Regions from separate parts of the Mus musculus genome. Here region 2 is linked to region 1. The links are chromatin contacts, called in public Hi-C maps. All regions are on one chromosome and are shown on one strand. The core of a region is the stretch at or near the end of the contact, and the rest is flanking DNA. Distances in the headings are between cores, read along the strand shown.

Evidence for each region. Hi-C and Micro-C count contacts between places; a contact is called where the count stands out from the background.
Region 2: a Hi-C map of the HPC-7 cell line shows a contact between it and region 1, with 3 times the contacts expected there. The contact joins the enhancer-like site here to the promoter of Idh3b in region 1. A contact is called at or near these places in 2 of 39 promoter capture datasets (the HPC-7 cell line and HPC-7-derived erythroid cells), 2 of 484 Hi-C or Micro-C datasets (the HPC-7 cell line and frontal cortex) and 1 of 115 datasets of contacts at active chromatin or transcription factors (large pre-B cells).

The regions. Positions count from the first base shown.
Region 1 is chr2:130,281,711-130,286,388 of GRCm38.p6, forward strand. It overlaps Idh3b (isocitrate dehydrogenase 3 (NAD+) beta), which reads right to left and starts at 2,741. Exons shown (of 12, transcript NM_130884.4): 1 at 2,672-2,741; 2 at 2,461-2,538; 3 at 2,228-2,326; 4 at 1,999-2,119; 5 at 138-198; 6 at 1-60. The coding sequence starts at 2,707.
Region 2 is chr2:130,783,384-130,788,061 of GRCm38.p6, forward strand. 4930402H24Rik (RIKEN cDNA 4930402H24 gene) reads right to left here. Exons shown (of 37, transcript NM_029432.2): 11 at 2,076-2,157; 12 at 1,041-1,077. Among named protein-coding and RNA genes, the nearest start is that of 4930402H24Rik, 54 kb to the right of the region's middle. Within about 2 kb of position 2,163, at least 12 of the 459 cell types and tissues checked have an H3K27ac peak or open chromatin away from gene starts, as enhancers often do. A contact at or near this core is called in the HPC-7 cell line, where this site is marked.

The DNA of each region.
Region 1 (4,678 bases), core at 1,491-3,990:
GTCTTGTATCCAGGAAGTGACTTCACGTGGACTACGTTGGCAAACAAATCCAACTTACGCCTGAGAGTAGACAGCCATCATCTGCTTTGTGCCCGGTGCCCAGCACTCCTCAGACCCACACCTACCCATCTACCTACCTCAGCTGCATATCATAGGAGGCTAGTTCACCCTTATACTCCATTGGGGTATAGATCTTTCCTGGGACAACAAAGTAGAGGAGAAGTAATGTTAGACTAGTGTCCAGTCTCCCCACTGACTTCATACAACCTAGACTCCCATCTTCCACTCCCAAACCCCTCAACCCTTTTATTTCTAGTGGCAAGAGGCAAAGGAGAATAATGTGGTGAAAATTAGATGAACTGAGCATAATGCTTTAATTTTAGACATTATGTTGAAATTCCTAAATGACCTAAGAGCTATTTTTTTTTTTAAATCAAAGAACCTGGTTTAATGCCAAGCTGAAAAGCAAGGGTGTCTAGTGACTGCATTATCTCAGCTACTACTTACTGAAAACTGACTATGTATGTAAGGCAACAGGGTATCAGTCAAAACCACAAACTCCTGCCCTCAACGAGAAAGACAACATAAGTTCTGTAGGGATGACAGGAACTAAGCTTAGGAACACAGAAGAGGAAGCCCTCTGGTCATATGAAATGTTACAGAAAAGCTGGTACTTACTGTAGTTAGTTCCTGGTTAAGTACCTTCAGTGAGTTGACCAGTGATAGGCCCCAAATGATAGGCCCATGAGCTTACACCAAGAAACCATAAACATGACTTTATTTGGGGGGGGGGGGGGGGAGGCGGCAGGGAGAAACTATAAATGAGGATTTTATAGTGAGAATTTTGGTTTCTTTATAAAAAAATCCACTGAAATGTTATGAGACTATGTTTTTGTTTTATTCCCAGGTGTGGGATACAGGTCTGCTTCAGACTCTTCACAGCAGTTGACTAAGATTTGCCTCATGCCGGGTGTGGTTTTGCCTGGGATCAGGTAGTTTTTGTGATTATGTAACATTTAGAATTGTGGGAGCTTTTCAAGAGGGTATAGAAATGTTAGGGTCCTGAGAAGCAGAGAGGGGTTGTTGGTTGATTGCCATTTGATAGTAGTTGTGCACAAAGAAAAAACAAGAAAAGGAAATTGGGTATTTTGCTGGTGAGGATCAAACTTGCCCCAAGGAACTTAGAGGGACTGTAGCTTCAGGAACTGAATTATATATGTTATTTTCAGTAGCATCCAATGGCAGTCATAGGAAACTAATGCCACAAGTGAGTGGAGATCCTGATAGGTGACACAGTGACATATACAGGACAATTAGGACAGCGGATTGTGAGCAACGCACAGAACAAATTGTAGAAAGGAAAACAGGAACATCAGGGGCCAGATTATAAAGAACTGACTTTCCTCTGCAAAAGCTGGCCCTGCAAGTGAGGCTGTCCAAGAAAGTGGGTCTATAGGAGGAAACCTACAAGCTAAATAAATAAATAAATAAATAAATTTTTAAAAATCCAATATGGGGAATAAAACAGCACAAGAGAAGAAATGGAGTGGTTAGAATGATCAGCGCACACTGGGTTAGGGTGGCCGTGCCTTTAATCTCAGCCCTTGGGAGGCAGAGGCAGAGAGCAGAGAGGCAGAGGCAGGCAGATCTCTGTGAGTTCGAGTCCAGCCTGGTCTACAGAGAGTTCCAGAACAGCCGGGGCTACACAGAGAAACCCTACCTGGAAAAACTAACAACAACAACAACAACAACAACAAACAATAAATGAACAAACCAAAAAAGAATGGGCACGCAGACACAACTAACAGGGTCTGACCCCGGTGACACAGCCTCAGCAGGTCCCAACCCCTTCCTGACATCACTAACTCCTGGTTTGCCACTGAGAAGAAACAAATTCCTAAATGTCAGTAGAGGCCAGTCTGGAAAACTGATATATACACACTGCAGAGAGAGGGGCTTTATGAACACTGCTCTTAAATGACAGAGTGCCATACAAACCAATGATGGCAACTTTGTTCTCCTTCATGGAACTCAGCACCTGCTCCAGCTTCTCCTCAGAAGCCATATTCTGCACCTCGCTCAGATGATGCTCCTTAAATTCCACAGGGACAGCAGCAGCCTTCAGGGATAAGTCCAAGCACAGGGCTGGGTCAGGTCTGAACTTTCCAACAACCCATCCATCCCTGTAGCCTGATCCGCCACCCATCCCCCGCCCCGGGCTATTCACCTTGAACACTTCCTTGACAGCATGCATGAGCTCTGGCCCCACGCCGTCTCCAGGCAGCATGGTCACAGGAAAGGCACCCTCCACCCTCACATCTTGTGCCTGTGAGTGGGGCCAGCAGAGATGGAGCAGGGGCAGAAGTGGGAGTCAGAGGGAAAGAGGTGGGGAGGGGAAACCCAGGGGAGCGGCAAGGAGGCGACAAGGATGGGCGAGAACGAAGCTGGACTCAAGCGTACCTGGCTCTGGGAAGCGGCGTGAGCCGTAGATGTTCCGAGACCTCTCCATGCCCCGGAGTTCCGAGCGGCGAGCACCGCCTGCGACAGACACAAGGTCAGATCGGGGACACCGCGGCCCCTTACACCGCGATGACCTTGCCTTCTTTTGGAAACCGCGGACAAACCCTCTGTTCTCCCGCCCACCCTCCGCTCAGGTCGTCCCGGGCCTCACTCGGGTCAGCCAGCGGACATTGCTCAGCGCTGCCATGTTCGGCCGAGGAAGTCGCGGGGGAAGTGACGCCGGAAGCGAGCGCGGTCGTGGGAGCTGGACTTCCTGTCAGCCCTGGCGAGCTTGGCGGTTCTTTCTCCCGTACCAATCGGCGGTGTGTACGGATTCACTTGAGTTCTCTCCTTCTGTTTGGTAATGTAGGGTCACAGGACACACAACCAGTTTGTCTGTTTGCTTTGTTTTCACTCGTCAGATTTAATTTCTCTTGAAAATTCAAAACAACATCCAAATATATATGGCCAAGTATTGAACAAGGATGTGAGTTTAACAATAAGTTGAGAAGTCTTGGGAATTTGTGAATGTTTGAATGTTCTGTTATGCGTTATTCTCTTAACTAGTACTCACTGTTAGTCACTTAGAATTCTTTTAAATAGGTAAAATAATTCAGATTACAAAGAAAACTGGTTATGATAAGAAAACTAACTTGGAGTTGATGAGGTAGCTCTGTAGACCAGGCTGGCCTCAAACTCATAGACCCGCCTGCCTCCACCTCCCAAGTGCTGGAATTAAAGGTGTGCACCACCACATCCTGGAAAAAAAAAAAAAGAAGCTGAAAAATAAAAGCTAATTCTTTTGCTCCACTGTATAGTATGCTATAATTTAAATTTACTAAATTGCTTAATCCTTTCTTAAATAGGCAGATACCTAGTATGAAATCTGATTTGGGCTCTTCTCAGCAACATTGCTGTGTATATCCCTGTACATTCTCCTTTGTACATATGATGAAGATTATAACTATCCTGCAGGGCACCTCTAGCCATGTATGTATTACAGGTGAAATGGTGTGTTTTCAATAGTTTGATTATAGATCTGTGTGTGTTTCACTCATGAATTTGTTCTCATGCAGTAAACAGAAAACTCATTCATCATGATAGCTGATAGTTTCTCTCCCACTACTTCTGGAAATAAAGAGTTACTGACATTGATTTAGCTGCTTAGTTATGTCCCCAGGGATCCTGGATGGGGGGCGGGTCCTCTATATCATCTCCTCTCAAAACTCCATTAGATTGCTAAACCCAGTGTCTATTTTATAATAGAATGTTGAGTATCTCATATAATTTATTGAGTGCTACACGGAAAGTGTATCAGAACAGGCATGTATGTTTTGTTGAGACAGGATCTCTCTTTATATCCCTGGTTGACCTATAACTTCCTATGTAGACCAGGCTGACCTGGAACTCAGAGAGATCCACCTGCCTCTTTGCTTTCTAAGTGCTAGGATTAAAGGCGTGTACCCCATGCCTGCCTAATGGACTTGTATCAATTACTTTTATCATTGTTGGGACAAAACACAGACAAAAGCAGCTTTCGAAAGAACAGATTTACTTTAGCTCATGGCTCCAGGAGACCCCAGTCACCACAGAGGGGAAGGGACGGCAGCAAGATCAGGAAGCAGCTGGGCTCTCTCTCTCTCTCTCTCTCTCCAGTTCAAACTGGCCATTTTCACTCAAGGCACATCAGGTATCTGAGCAGGACCATCAGGGAGAAGACTCTAGGGCCCTATAAAGTACACAAGCAGATACATGGGGGTGGGTAGAGGCTGCTCCGTAGTTACGAGCATTTACTGCTCTTGCAGAGGACCCAGATTTTGTTCCCGGCACCCACATGACAGCTCACAACCATCTGTAATTCCAGTTCCTGGGGATCCAATACTTCTTCTGACCCTTGTATGCATATGATGCACATACATACACTCAAGGGCATACACATAAAATAAATATTTTTAAAAATACACAAACAGCATCAATATAGTGGACTCCCAGCTTTAGGGCCTCTCCCAATTCGAAAAGATAAAACTTCTACTTTTGCTTTCTCTATGGCTTGGTCTTCTGTCTTTCTTGAACACTCAGTTCTCTGTCCATTTCAAGGAACAAACCTGGCACTCCCCTAGACGACCACCAGTACTATATGACATATTCACATAACCTTCAAAAAGAAGTCAGATTTGGA
Region 2 (4,678 bases), core at 913-3,412, 500 kb after region 1:
TGCTGAGCCATCTTGCTGCTCCCTCCCTTTGTAATTTTTTTTTTTTTTTGGTATTTTAGTATTTTACCATGGTAACAAGGAAAGTAATTGATATAACTGTCTCAAGAGAAAAAAAAGCAGACTTTCACATGTAGTAAGCAGATGTCATGTGCAGTAAGCAGATGTTCCATGTGGCCTCATGTCACAGAAGCTTAACTGTGGTCAATCCATGGTCTCTGAACACTTGTTTGGAGATTCTAATAGAAGCATGCACTATTTGTGCAGCCTTGATTGATTCTCACTCCTCTCCAATGGGAGAAGGAAGCTGTCATTTTGCAGAGTACGCAGCCTGTGTCAGAAGGGGATGACACTAACACCTAACCAAAGCAGCCCTGATGTTCAACAGGAATGCTGCAGCCACATTACCTCATGGCCAGGAGTTTGATGTGATCTATATAGACAATTATTTGTGGCCAATCCCTGCTGGTCATTGAAAGAAATGTCTAGAACTCAGCTATGCTAGGGCCTCGGGTCAAGAGCTGATGTTTTAGAGCTTCAACATCTATTTCCGACCCGTGCGTTCCTCCTTTATGTGAAAGGAGGGAAGTCAGTCAATACTAAGCAGGACCTCTCTACAGCACACAGCTGAGACTGAGCACAGCTCTGTGCACAAGTCTGAATGTCAAGTCCAGAAAGAACTCTGCAGACCACATGAGATATCAGACTTCCCCCAAGGAATCGCAGAAGGTTTTGGTTTTCGAAAAATCCTCAATTAAGTATTTTTTACTGTGTATAATATGCAGGAAGGGAAGTTATGTCATACAAATGTATGAGCATACACACAGGGAGATCAGGAAGCATTCCAGAGGGAGGAGCAGATGGCAAAGCGGCCAAGCCCTCTGGACAAGGCTCCAGACTGAGCCGTTCTGGGACTGGCTGAGCCATAGACAGACAGCAGTGTCCGTCTGTCCCCAGCAGTGTGGACCCCAAGGGGAAGCAGGAGGGCCTCAGAGAGAAACTCAACTCTGAGAAGAGGAAACCTATCTGGCTTAAGGACTTACATTTGCTCCGTGGTCCTGGGCAGCTTCTCGTTGTCACCTGGAAAGGGAAATGTTCCAGGTTAAATTAAATACTACACACGCACAGACGGCAAGCGGTACTTGCCTTTTCCCAGAATTTTCTCAGACTTTCATTTACCCCCTGACTCTTTTTCAATTCATTTCACAGAATCTTAGGCTCTTGAATGTTTTTACACACACACACACACACACACACACACACACACACACACACACACACACTTAAATTAATGTTGTTTAAGTTGTTTTTAAATTTTCTTTTTTTCTTTTTTCTTTTTTTTTGGTTTTTTGAGACAGGGTTTCTCTGTATAGCCCTGGCTGTCCTGGAACTCACTCTGTAGACCAGGCTGGCCTCGAACTCAGAAATCTGCCTGCCTCTGCCTCCTGAGTGCTGGGATTAAAGGCGTGTGCCACCACTGCCTGGCTATTTTTAATTTTTTTAATTATCTGATCTAAGTAATCTTTCTTTCCAGAACTTCCTGGCTTCTATATGAATGGCCTCTGAATCCTGACCTCTGGGAAGCAATGCTGAGAGCCACACTCAATTTAAAAGTTTCTCCCCCATGTCTCTTTGGATACCCGAAGCTTCAGAGTACCCCAGCAAGTAGTGTTCCCCTACTTGGCCTAGCCTTCCTGAAGTTCACTGTTGCAAGTCCTCAGCCTTGGGTGTCCTATCACAGCCTACTTCCTCTTTTCACAGAGCAGCTAGGCAGGAGTTCAGTCATGTGATCCGACTGGAGCTCACATCCCGGCTATCCCAAACTGTCTCATTAATCTTGGCCCTTCTTCTGACACAGCACAGGGGATAAACACAGCTAAACTTTAAACTATAGGTTGAATTGAAATGAATTCTGTGAGGAATGAGTTAAACAAATTGATTCTATAGTTGCAATCAGGGAAAGATAAATGCCTACAAGATGGAATTTTGCATAAAATAGTAAATTGTATAATAATGTCTCTTTCATAGGAAAAACCATTAGGTAATAGCTGGTAAGATAACTATTCATAGAGACTTACCCAAATAAGGAACATGAGTAGCTCCAAAAAAGTATGTTCTTGAACAGGCCAGAGGTCCCTTTGGTGAGACACACTGAGCGACCTGAACGTTGTGGGGAGAAGAAAGAAAGATGAGTGCACTAGGAGCTGGTGAGCTGGCTCACAGGCCTGGCCATCTAAACTCAGTCCCCAGAAACCATGGAAAGATGCAAGGAGGAAACAGACTTCACCAGATTGTCCTCAGACCTCCACTCATCTGCCATGGCACACACACACCCTGCTTCATGAACATTTGCACAATAATCAGACTCTTAAAACGGAGCACACGTAGACAAGTGATGCTGAAGACATGAAAGCAAACAGTTAATGCAACGACGTTTACTTAACTGAACCTGATTTACTTATTTTCTTTTTTCTTCCAGACAGGGTTTCTCTGTGTAGCCCTGGCTGTCCTGGAACGCACTCTGTAGACCAGGCTGTCCTGGAACTCAGAAATCTGCCTCCTGGGATTAAAGGTGTGTGTCACCACTGCCCAGTCTAATTTATTTTTATAGACAAAGATGACTTAATTTGATTTAAACAATAGTATTTATTTGTTTAAATTTAAATATTTGTTTTTAATTTTGATTTTATTTGTGTGAGGGGTGCAAACAGGTTACTATAGTGTACATGTGGAACTAAGAAAACAACTTTTGGGGAGTTGGTTCTCTCCTACTACATGATTTGGGGAGGGGTTCTAGCTAACTTTAACTGTCAATATGACAAAGTCTAAAACACCTGATAAGAGAGTCTCAATTGAAGGATTACCCAGATCAGGCTGTTGGTGGGCATTGTCTATATATAGGGGAACTGTCCTAATGAATAGATGGAAGAGACCTATCCCACTGTGGGCAGTGGCCTTAGGCTGTACAAGGAAGCTAGCTAAGCAGGCAAGGGAAGTAGCTCTTCCACAGTCTACAGTTCAATTGCCAGCTTGAGTTCCCATCCCAGCTTCCCTGAGTGATGGACTGTGATCTCAAAGTATAAGCCAAATAAATCCTTTCCCTCACTAAGTTGCTTCGGTCAGTGTTTTATCACAACATCTTATCCTGCAAATAACAATAACAAAACAAATTCTATTTTAAGAAGTTTAAAATATGAGTCTTATCTGATTCTGAAGGTTATATTACCACCACCACTCCACTCCTGTCAGACAAGAGTGTTGCTATGTTGCTCAAGCTAGTCTTGAACTTGCAACTTTCTTGTCCCAACTCCCAAGTGAGATTACAGACATCGGCCATAGTCCTAAAGTTTTAGAAATAACACATTTGTCTTTTCACACAATACCTTTCCCTCAACTTTTGGTATGCCTTGTAACTTTCTGTCGAAGCTAGACACAGTAACTCTAGTAACAAGGCCTGAAAAAAAGCAAGCCTTTAGTGTAAAACTTGATGTTAATCTGACTGGGTATTAAATTGTGTTTAGTATTTTTTGGAGCTTCAAATACCATAGGCTTCCTTTTCTTGTAGCCTTGTATATGTCTCTGTGTTGAGGTTTGGTCTTGTCTATTGTAATTAAATGCAGGTCCCCAAGACCCGGAGTCTGCACACAGATCCAAGTGACCCTGTCCCCAAGTTATTTCTGATTGGTAAATAAAGATGCCAACAGTCAATAACTAGGTAGAAGAGATATAGGTAGAGGAGAACCAAGAAGAGAAGGTGAAGGAGGAAGAGAAACTACCATAAGTTAGGTGAGCCATAAAAGGCTGGCCAATTGGAATTAAGAGCAGCTAAGATAATAAGTAATAATTTGGTGTTATTGATGGGAGGTAGATTTGAATAGCATAGAGGGTAGACATCTGTTCAGCTCTTGTGCTGTTTAAGGCTTATTGTAAATATAATGGCTGTGTGTATCTTTTATCCAGGAACTAAATGGTCAAAGGCAGGGTAGACACCCTGGATCAGGATTAAATAATTTCTACAACATCTCTATCTCTGAGTTTCCCTAGGAACTTCTTGTATGATCTGCTGCTGCTACACTGATGATCTGCTGGGGTGGTGCTAAGGGAATGGGGAGGGGACATTCTCTAACCTTAAAATTAAATCTGGGTGTGCTTGTGACCTTCTTCACTAGAGGGTCTTAGCTTTTTCTTCCTGCTTCCTAGGAAGGCTGGACTGTGAATAGATAGGGTTAGGAGAATGCCTTTGGTCTTTTTGTTTTGTTTTGTTTTGTTTTGTTTTGTTTCTAGACACAGGGTTTCTCTGTGTAGCCCTGGCTGTCCTGGAACTCACTCTGTAGAACAGGCTGGTCTTGAACTCAGAGATCAGCCTGCCTCTGCCTCCTGAGTGCTAGGATTAAAGGCGTGTGCCACGACTGCCCAGCAAGTATGCCTTTCTTCTAAGTGGAACGGAACTGTGGTAAACTCTTTTATTCTGGAGAGGAGGCCTTTCTTACTACTCTCCTCATACTATAAACAACTTTATCCACCTGCTCATCATCTAAGAGGAATTTTTTGTTGGCTCTTTACTAGAAATTAAACCCATGAAAATGTGGCACTCCCTTTATGACTGCATCCTCTATTAGGTTCTCAGCCATACGAGTCCACACTCAGATCCCAGGATTTTATCACCATTTCCATTTGAGGG